Regions from separate parts of the Capra hircus genome. Here region 1 is linked to region 2. A link is a contact called in public Hi-C data. All regions are on one chromosome and are shown on one strand. Each heading gives the region's core, a stretch centred on a gene start, on an enhancer-like site or on the middle of the called end of the contact. The rest is flanking DNA. Distances are from core to core; before and after follow the strand shown.

Region 1 (4,171 bases), core at 569-3,068, 59 kb before region 2:
TGTTCCAGTGCCTCCCAGTTTACAGTCTCTGGGAACTTGAATTTGTATTCTGCTGTTATCTGAAAATTGTATAAATCTTCATTAGGTTGAACTGGTTCATAGTGCTTTTCAGGTCTACCACATTCTTTTACTTTTCTGTATATTCATTCTATTAATTTTTGAGTTTGATATTGAAAATTCCAGCTAAAAATCTTGACATATCTACTGAAAAAAATTTTAATATATAGTGGAACTATATGTAACTTTGTTCTGTATTTTCCAAGTCTCCTGTAAATGTGTTATTATACTTTCATAATTTAAAAGAGAAATACCATGAAGATAAAATTTAAAAAAAGAAAATTAAAAAACAAGAGATTTATGTACTAGAACTCAGCTGGTTGGTAGTATGAAAACAACAACTTAACGTTTAGGTAGTGAATAAGGAACACAAAAGCACTGAAGAGCTTATCTGGTGATATAGATGATCATGAAGAGTAAACCTGGGGAAATTCTGGAAAGAAAATTTTGGAAGGGACAAGTTAGGAGAACTGGGTTAGTCCGTTTGTAAGTATTCAAACAGCAGCCCCAGGTAAATAAATCCCCAGGCAAGCACAGAATTGTGCTTAGGGATAGAAAAAACTGAGGGCAGGCAGCAAAGCCTTAGGATTGTCGAGAACAGATTATTCTGCGACCAGCTGGAGCCGGTGTAGGCTCACCCGTACCCCAAATTCCACAAAAGCACGAGTGGTACTGACGTGTCGTCATCACCAGGCTGCTCGCAACTCTGGGTCACAGAATCTGCAGGATCCGCCCGCCGTACCACCGTACCCTTCCTTGGTCCCATCTGAAATTCTTCCCGTTCCCTTAAAGAGGTACTGCTATCCCCCACCCACCCACCAGGGGGCGAGAACAAGCTGACTCCCAATCCAAAATGGAGACATTTTGTGAGGGGGCTGTGCTGAAATCAACCCAGTCATCACTCACCTTGTCGGGGTAATCCTAGTAGGTGTGATCTTAATTTCCACCCCAAGAGAGCTCAATTTTTATGCCTGAGAGCTCCCCGCCCCCGCCAACCCTGTCTCATCTTAAACTCCTTCCCTATCAAGTCAGGCAGTGGCAGGCCTCGAGTTAACAGTTCCCCAAATTGACCTTGCCTCCACCGGCATCTAAGTACCGCCGAGGCCAGCGGGGGCAGCGCTTTCTACTTCATTCACTCCTTTCAGTAGAAACCTCTTATTTTCTCTCATCATTTAACTCCTGAGGGCCTTCCTACTTTTTCATCCCCTCTCCCATCTTTTATTTTCAGATAAATTACCTTAGTGAAAATGCCCTTCTCCCAGCAAATACCGCATCCACAACACTCAATAATACATTAATATACTGTGCGGTTACAATCATGGAATTCTCTGTCCTTAGGTAATTCAGGGAATCCCACAAGTCATAGAACAGATGATGGCTGGACACCGACCCGGCACCCCCAAAACAAACCTCAGGTCTTTTCAAGGTCTAAAGCATCAACACCACCATACGCCCCCAATCCCCTGAACGCTCAACTTCACATCCTCAAAAGCATGTAATTGTATTAAAGAAAACACAAACACACACACCCATGTGTGTAATACAAACAACTTCTCCAGGTGACTTTTCCCACACCAAGAAGGTGAATGGAACTGGGATAAATCCTTTATAGGACATGACATCCGAAAAGAATTGTGGAAGTGCGGCACTGCAGGCTGGGAGAGCAATGGAAAAGGCTTCCAGCCAACGCCGGTATAGCTTGCAACCCAAGCCGGCAAAAATAACCGGTAACCGTATCGCTCTTACCTTCGTGGTCCCCATGGCCCTAATTTAATTCTTTTCAAATCTTCGATAAAGATCTAGGAGTGGGACTCCAGAGACCCCTCTTCCAGGCAGCAAAACCTCCAAAATGTCCTCTATCGGCGGCAAGTTTTCCTCCAGGTCCTCAGTAGCGGAGCCTATATCTCATGCGCCTATATAAGCTTCGGAGAGGGCGGAGCCCGGGAGACAAGCCCCCAGCCCCACCCTACCCGCCTCCAATCTTTGGAGCTCCTCGTAAGTGTAGACCTCAAACACTGCCCCCTCCCTAGGCAACACCCCCCAACCCACCCTTCAAGCCTGCTTTTGAAAACCACATCCTGCCCCCACCCTACTCAATTTTTTTTTTTAAAGCTTCTCCTCCTTCCCCGTTTTAAGAGCACGTTTCACAGACAAAATGCTACCAGAAAAAGCCTGGAGGGAGGGCAGATACACTTTATTTTTTGCTCTCGCAAGGGCTCAGAATTGAATCAATCCGTAAAAAGGTGAGAATAAAGGCTATCCATATTCGGCAAAGGTCGCTGGATGTGAACAGAAAACATTCATAATCCTATGACTTTATCAGCTGCTCTTTGATTGCAGGCTGTGTCTACAATCTTGGAGGGGAGGGAAGGACAGTCTGGAGAAGGAAAGCCAAAGAAGGAAGAATTGGATGAGCTTTTGGCTCCACTTGTCCTCTGACTTAGCATAGTCTCTCCTGGTTTCGAAAACCTGAATATCCAGGAGCCAAACCAACTCTTCCTGGGTTCCAGGAAGCAGAGAATCAGCTGGCCTGGGACACAATCTACACTCCTGAAAATGTTGTTCACCAGCTTCCCACCCAGCTGAATCCCACCCACTCTGCAGTGTTTTGCCCCTAGTCCCATGTTGACAGCATCTAGAGAGAGAACAACTGTAAGGATCCATTAAACAGGTATTTTATTTGCAGAGCACAAACTGTGTATCAGAAAGAAGTTGGGGATTCATCAGTAGAGAAGATCAAAAAGTCCAGGCCCTCAGGAATCGACGGTGCTCCCCTTCTTCCACTTAAAACATTCAAGAGGGACCAGGGCAACTGCTTCTTACACAGCTGGAGAGAACTGCCAACAGCCTATTCCTTCTAGGCTGTGAGAGAAAAGCGTGAGATACACATCTGATTTCCAAGCCATACAAGAGAAGTGAGCAAGATGAGGAGGAAAAAGATAGAAGGAAAATGAGAGCAGAGGAAGATGAAGGAAAATAAAAGGCCAGTGAAGTGACTCCCATGTGAGAGTAAAGGAAGGGGGACAGTTTAGTTGTAGTTAAAGAGTTGGGTGAGCAATTATATCAGGCCTTTATGGTGAGAAATTATCAATAGTCAAGTTCCCAATGCCTATTAATCTGTAGCCTAGCAACCCCAGCCGGGGGAAGAGGGGACGGGGTGGCAGAAACAGGTGAAGAGGTAGAATTTGGCTGGAGGAGTCACTGCTGATAGTGTATCTTCCTTTGGGGTTTTGGTTGGGCACCTGGAATCCAAACTGGCACTACTGGGCCTGAAACAAACCACCTCATGTGGTCTGTCCTTAAATGAGGATAAAAAAAAAAAACAACTGAAGTATAATTGACTGACATTTTTATATTAGTTTTAGGTGTACAACATACTGATTCGGTATTTTTTATTATTTTGGGGGGGGTAAAAGTTTTTTGTTTTTATTTTTTAAAACTTTTTCTTCTATATTGGAGTATAGCCGATTAACAATGTTGTGATAGTTTCAGGTGGACAGAGAAGAGAACTCAGTCACACCTGGTTTGATATTTATATACGTTACAAAATTATCACCACTAAATGAAGGTATTATTCAGTCTGGCTGTTAGTGGAGAAAACTGGCGATGAGTGAAACGTGACTTCCAAAAAAACCTTCCCATGAGTCCTGCCTCCCCTCCCCCGCGTCACCCCCCTGTATTCCAGGAAACCCTGAGCCAGGAGGCCCCTTTAGTTACCACAGCAACTGAGTTTAGCAGCCTAAGGACAAAGAATATCCTGTATGGCAGCGCTGCCAGCAGAAATTCAATCTAAGCCATTTATATAAGTTTTCTAAGTGACCACATGAAAATTTTTAAAAGAAAAACATTAGAAAGAAGAATTGATTTTCATAATTATTTTATTTGACCTGATAGCCAAAATAATACTATTTGAACAAATAATGTAAGTATATATATTAATATATATTAAGATAGTTTACTTTTTTTCCCTAGTAAGTCTTTGAAATCCAGTGTATACATTTCGTTTACGACACATCTCCATCATAGACTCTGTTTTCTACAGCTACAGTAATAAGTCGTTCTAATCAAAACAACAAAGCTGTGTTTGATGGGAAAATATTTTCAGCTGCTTCAA
Region 2 (4,108 bases), core at 1,320-3,819:
CATTTGCCCAGTAAGTAGCATGACTTCATCACTCTATCACTTCCCAGAATAACCTCTTAACTACCACTCTTTACATTAGGCAACCTATCTTTACATCCTGTGAAGGCAATTGTGTCAACTCCAGTTCCTGCTTGTTTTCTGATGACCGCCCACCCCCCCCTTGTTCCCCAGATGGTTGATCGGCAATGCTGGGACCATAAGAAGAAATCTAAATAGGTCATGGGATATACCCACAGCTTCATATTTTTGATCTGGCTATGAGTCCTTTTTACCCTACACATTTACCACTGTTCCTTCTAGTCCGTAAATGCTCTTTGTTAAGACATCAGCCTAATAACATGAAATACACAGACTTAAAAAAAAAAAGTTGTAATTAATTAGTCATATTTCACACACAATTTTACTACAGTAAGCTTCAAACTGGGCTTTTTAAAAAATACATTATCAACACCCCCACCAGAATGGTACACTGCTTACAGTGGATAAGCCTACATAGCTTCCATTAGCGTTTACTCTTGGTGGCGTACAGTCTATGTGCTGGGACAAATGTATAATGACTCAGATCTAGCATGCTGGTATCACACAGTGTTCTTTCACTGCCTCAGAAATCCTCTATGCTCCACCTAGTCATCCCTCCCTTTCTTCTCCACCCATTTTTGATAAAAATAACTTTCCAAGACTTCAGCTTTCATGAGTTTTCTAAAATTGTTTTTCTTAAGAATATGCCTGGTTGACCTTTTTTTCTTTCTCATCTTCCTTTCCACTGCTTTCTCCTACTTTGTAAAAAAAAAAAAAAAAAAAAAAGGTTATCTCTAACCCATCTTAAGTTTTTACTACGGTGCAACAGGCACAATTTAAGAGTGCGTAGTTCCTGAGAGATAGAGCTCTGACAGTCAATATGGCATTAATGGGAATGATTAAAGGGGGAAGCGTCTTCCCAGTGATATTCAGAGGGTGACCATCCATGGATGGGTGACTTTAGCATCTCCTAGGGGCTTGTTAGGTGTGACAACTGACAGTTCCACTCCAGACTTGCTGGGTCAGACTCTCTGAAAGGTAGGGACCAAAAAACTCATAGTAACACCAAGCCTTCCAAGTGACTCCTAAACATGCTAGAGTTTTAGAAGCATCAACTGGTAAAATAAAAAAAAAAACCCTCAGCAAAGTTCCAGAACATCTGTCTGAGTTGAGAAGATGGTTGGTACAAGGACAGAAGTTAACATTTTTATTTGAAATAAAGTCAGAATTTTTCTGACACAAACCAAGTATGATTTGGCTTACTGGCTTGCCCAAGGACAATGGCTTTGTCATGCAGTTGATAATTCTACATATGGAATGAGTTATCTTTGTAATCAAAGGTTTAAAAAACTCTACAGGAACCCACATATATGGTTGTAATTTCTTATTTTAAAAAATCTTTATTTTTAAAGGATTATTTTTTACCTTTCTGATTTTTGTCTCTGCTGGGTCATTGCTGTGGGGGCTTTTCTCTAGTTGCAGCGAGTGGAGGCCACTCTCTAGTTGGTGCACAAGCTCTGCGGTTTGTTGGCTTCAGCAGTTGCACTTCTCTGGCTGTAGAGCACAAGCTCAGTAGTTGTGGCACATGGGGAACTTCAGCATTGGCAGGCTGATTCTTTACCACTGAGCCACCAGGGAAGCTCTTAAAGGTGGTGTTTTTTTGTTTTTGTTTTTTTGTTTTTTTTTTCCTCTTTGATGTGGACCCTTTTTAAAGTCTTTACTGAATGTGTTACAATATTGCTTCTATTTTATGTTTTGGCTTTTTGACCGCAAGGCATGTGGGATCTTCGTTCCCTAACCAGGGATCAAACCCACAGCCCCTGCATTGGAAGGTGAAGTCTTAACCACTGGACCGCCAGGGAAGCCCCATGTATGGTTGTAATTTAGGGGCAAGGGGAGCCTGAAATACAGCCGCAATTACAGGCTAGCTCTGCTCCTCAACCAGAGGGAGGGGCATGTTTTCTCTGCACAGAGGGAGGGTCCCTAGAAAACTGCCCATTCCGCTTCCCACCCCCCCGCCCCCCGCCCAGGCACCCCTTTTCTCAGTCTGCACAAAGGTACCAGAAAGGCTAACAATAGCCCTGAAACCCATCGAGACAGCAGAAACTAATCCCGGAAAGTAATTAAAACATTTTAGATATCAACTTAAAAATGAGTGTGTGTGTGTGTGTGTGTGTGTGTGTGTGTGTGTGTGTGTGTGTGTGTGGAAGGGGGGGGTAGATGGGGGGGCGGGGGACAGTTATTTTCTGAGTAAACAAGCCAAAACGCAGATTACTGTATCTGTCTCTCCTTCCATGTTGCTCGGGCACACACACCCCTGCCCAAGTCTCTGCCTTTCTCTGATTCTTATATCACATCAAAGCGTTCTCAAGTTTATTCTTTTCTTTTGCGGGCGCTGCCAATTCACTTCTAGGACCACACACTCGAGCCTGACTAAATACACCAACCCATCATTAGCTCATCTCGGCTGGATTCTCATTTCCACCTCCTGTAAACCCACAAGAGCAGGGAGGGTGCCCCAAAGGCACACACTGCCACCTAGCGGTCGACGGTTTACCAGGCGACTGGGGCGACACCGGGCGTTTGGCAGGGGCACCAGGGCGGAACCGCTAGCGTTGGCTCCCTCCGCTGGGGTCATGGCCTTATCTCTGTTCGGAAACATCTTTCCACGTCTATTTCTCTCAAAATTCATTCCATCTTTCAAAGTCCAGCGTAAACGTCATGATTTCTTTTTTTTGATCTTCCAAGGAAGAGGACCCCACTCCTCTACAAGTCTCAGCGTGGGTTCAGCTGTTTCACTGGAAGGCCTGGAGAGCCACATTGCCTAATCCCAACTCTTTCTCTTCCTCTAGTCCCTCAAAGACTCGGGGCCTCTGAAGTGTGTGCCATCAGGATATTGCAGTCTGTGATCCCCTGGGCCACTTCCCTTCATTCCCTGGAAATCTGAAAACCTGACTCATTCTCCTGGTTACACAACGCCTGCTGTCATCATTCCTAGTGGCTGCATCATCCCTGGAAACAATTCAGCCCTGTGTTGGCCTCAGTTCCTTATCCGCTCATTTCCAATCATCCTATTTTCCAGTCCACCTCGCACTCATTTTCATGGTGACACCCTAGCCTGAGTCATTAAAAATAAATGCTTTTCTTCCCAAACCTCTGTTTCTTGAATCTCACACTGATCATGGCCTCTCCAACAATTTTTTTTTTTTTTTAATGTGGACCATTTTTAAAGTCTTTCTTGAAATTGATAGTGCTTCTGTTCTCATTTTTTGGCCATGAGGCATGTGGGATCTTATTAGCTCCCTGATCAAACCCGCACCCCCTGCATTGAAAGGCAGTTTTAACCACTGGATGGTCAGGGAATTCTCCTTGAACCGTTTCTTAATAGGAGCAGGATCTCTCAGTTATTAACTCTATTAAATTTTCACTTCATCACCCTTCTATTTTTACTTTCCATATCCCCCAACTTAAATGGTTAGATTCATCACTATAAGCACTCCTTTGCAAAAACTTGCAACTCCTTAACACTTTTCTCCCTCCTGTTATATTCCTGGGTAAAACCCCAACCCTTGGTTAAATCCAACTCTAGTTACTCTGCTTGCTTGCATTCACTAACTAAATAAATATAACTGGAGAAAAACCTGCAACCATGCTTACTGGTATCACATTGAATTAGATGATAATCTCAAGTGAGCTCTCGAACTGCTCTGCAAAGCTTTATTTTCCCAAATTCACTCCCTATTGTGTAAGAAAACAATTTCACACCTTTTCCTCCCACCTCAAATTTCCAAGATCTCCTTGTCCTTTTTCACACTGAGTTGATAATCTCATTTCTTATTTCTTTGAAAAACAAAAGAAATTTCTCACCATTCTAATTCACTATCAAATATACCTGAATCAGTATCCACACTCTCAGCTTGCTTCTTGTTGAAATGGATGAACTGTCTCCTGCTCCCCAGCTCAGGAAGATCCCCTGGAGAAGGAAATGGCAACCCACTCCAGTATTCTTGCCTGGAGAATCCCATGGACAGAGGAGCCTGGTGGGCTACAGTCTGTGGAGTCGCACAGAGTGGGACACGACTGAGCGACT

The links. Hi-C and Micro-C count contacts between places; a contact is called where the count stands out from the background.
Region 1: a Hi-C map of blood shows a contact between it and region 2, with 6 times the contacts expected there. The contact joins the promoter of SLC2A3 here to the enhancer-like site in region 2. A contact is called at or near these places in 2 of 5 Hi-C or Micro-C datasets (both in blood).

The regions. Positions count from the first base shown.
Region 1 is chr5:99,836,618-99,840,788 of ARS1.2, reverse strand. SLC2A3 (solute carrier family 2 (facilitated glucose transporter), member 3) reads right to left here and starts at 1,818. Exons shown (of 10, transcript NM_001285741.1): 1 at 1,804-1,818. The coding sequence starts at 1,818.
Region 2 is chr5:99,778,247-99,782,354 of ARS1.2, reverse strand. No RefSeq gene overlaps it. Among named protein-coding and RNA genes, the nearest start is that of FOXJ2, 30 kb to the right of the region's middle. Within about 2 kb of position 2,569, at least 5 of the 5 cell types and tissues checked have an H3K27ac peak or open chromatin away from gene starts, as enhancers often do.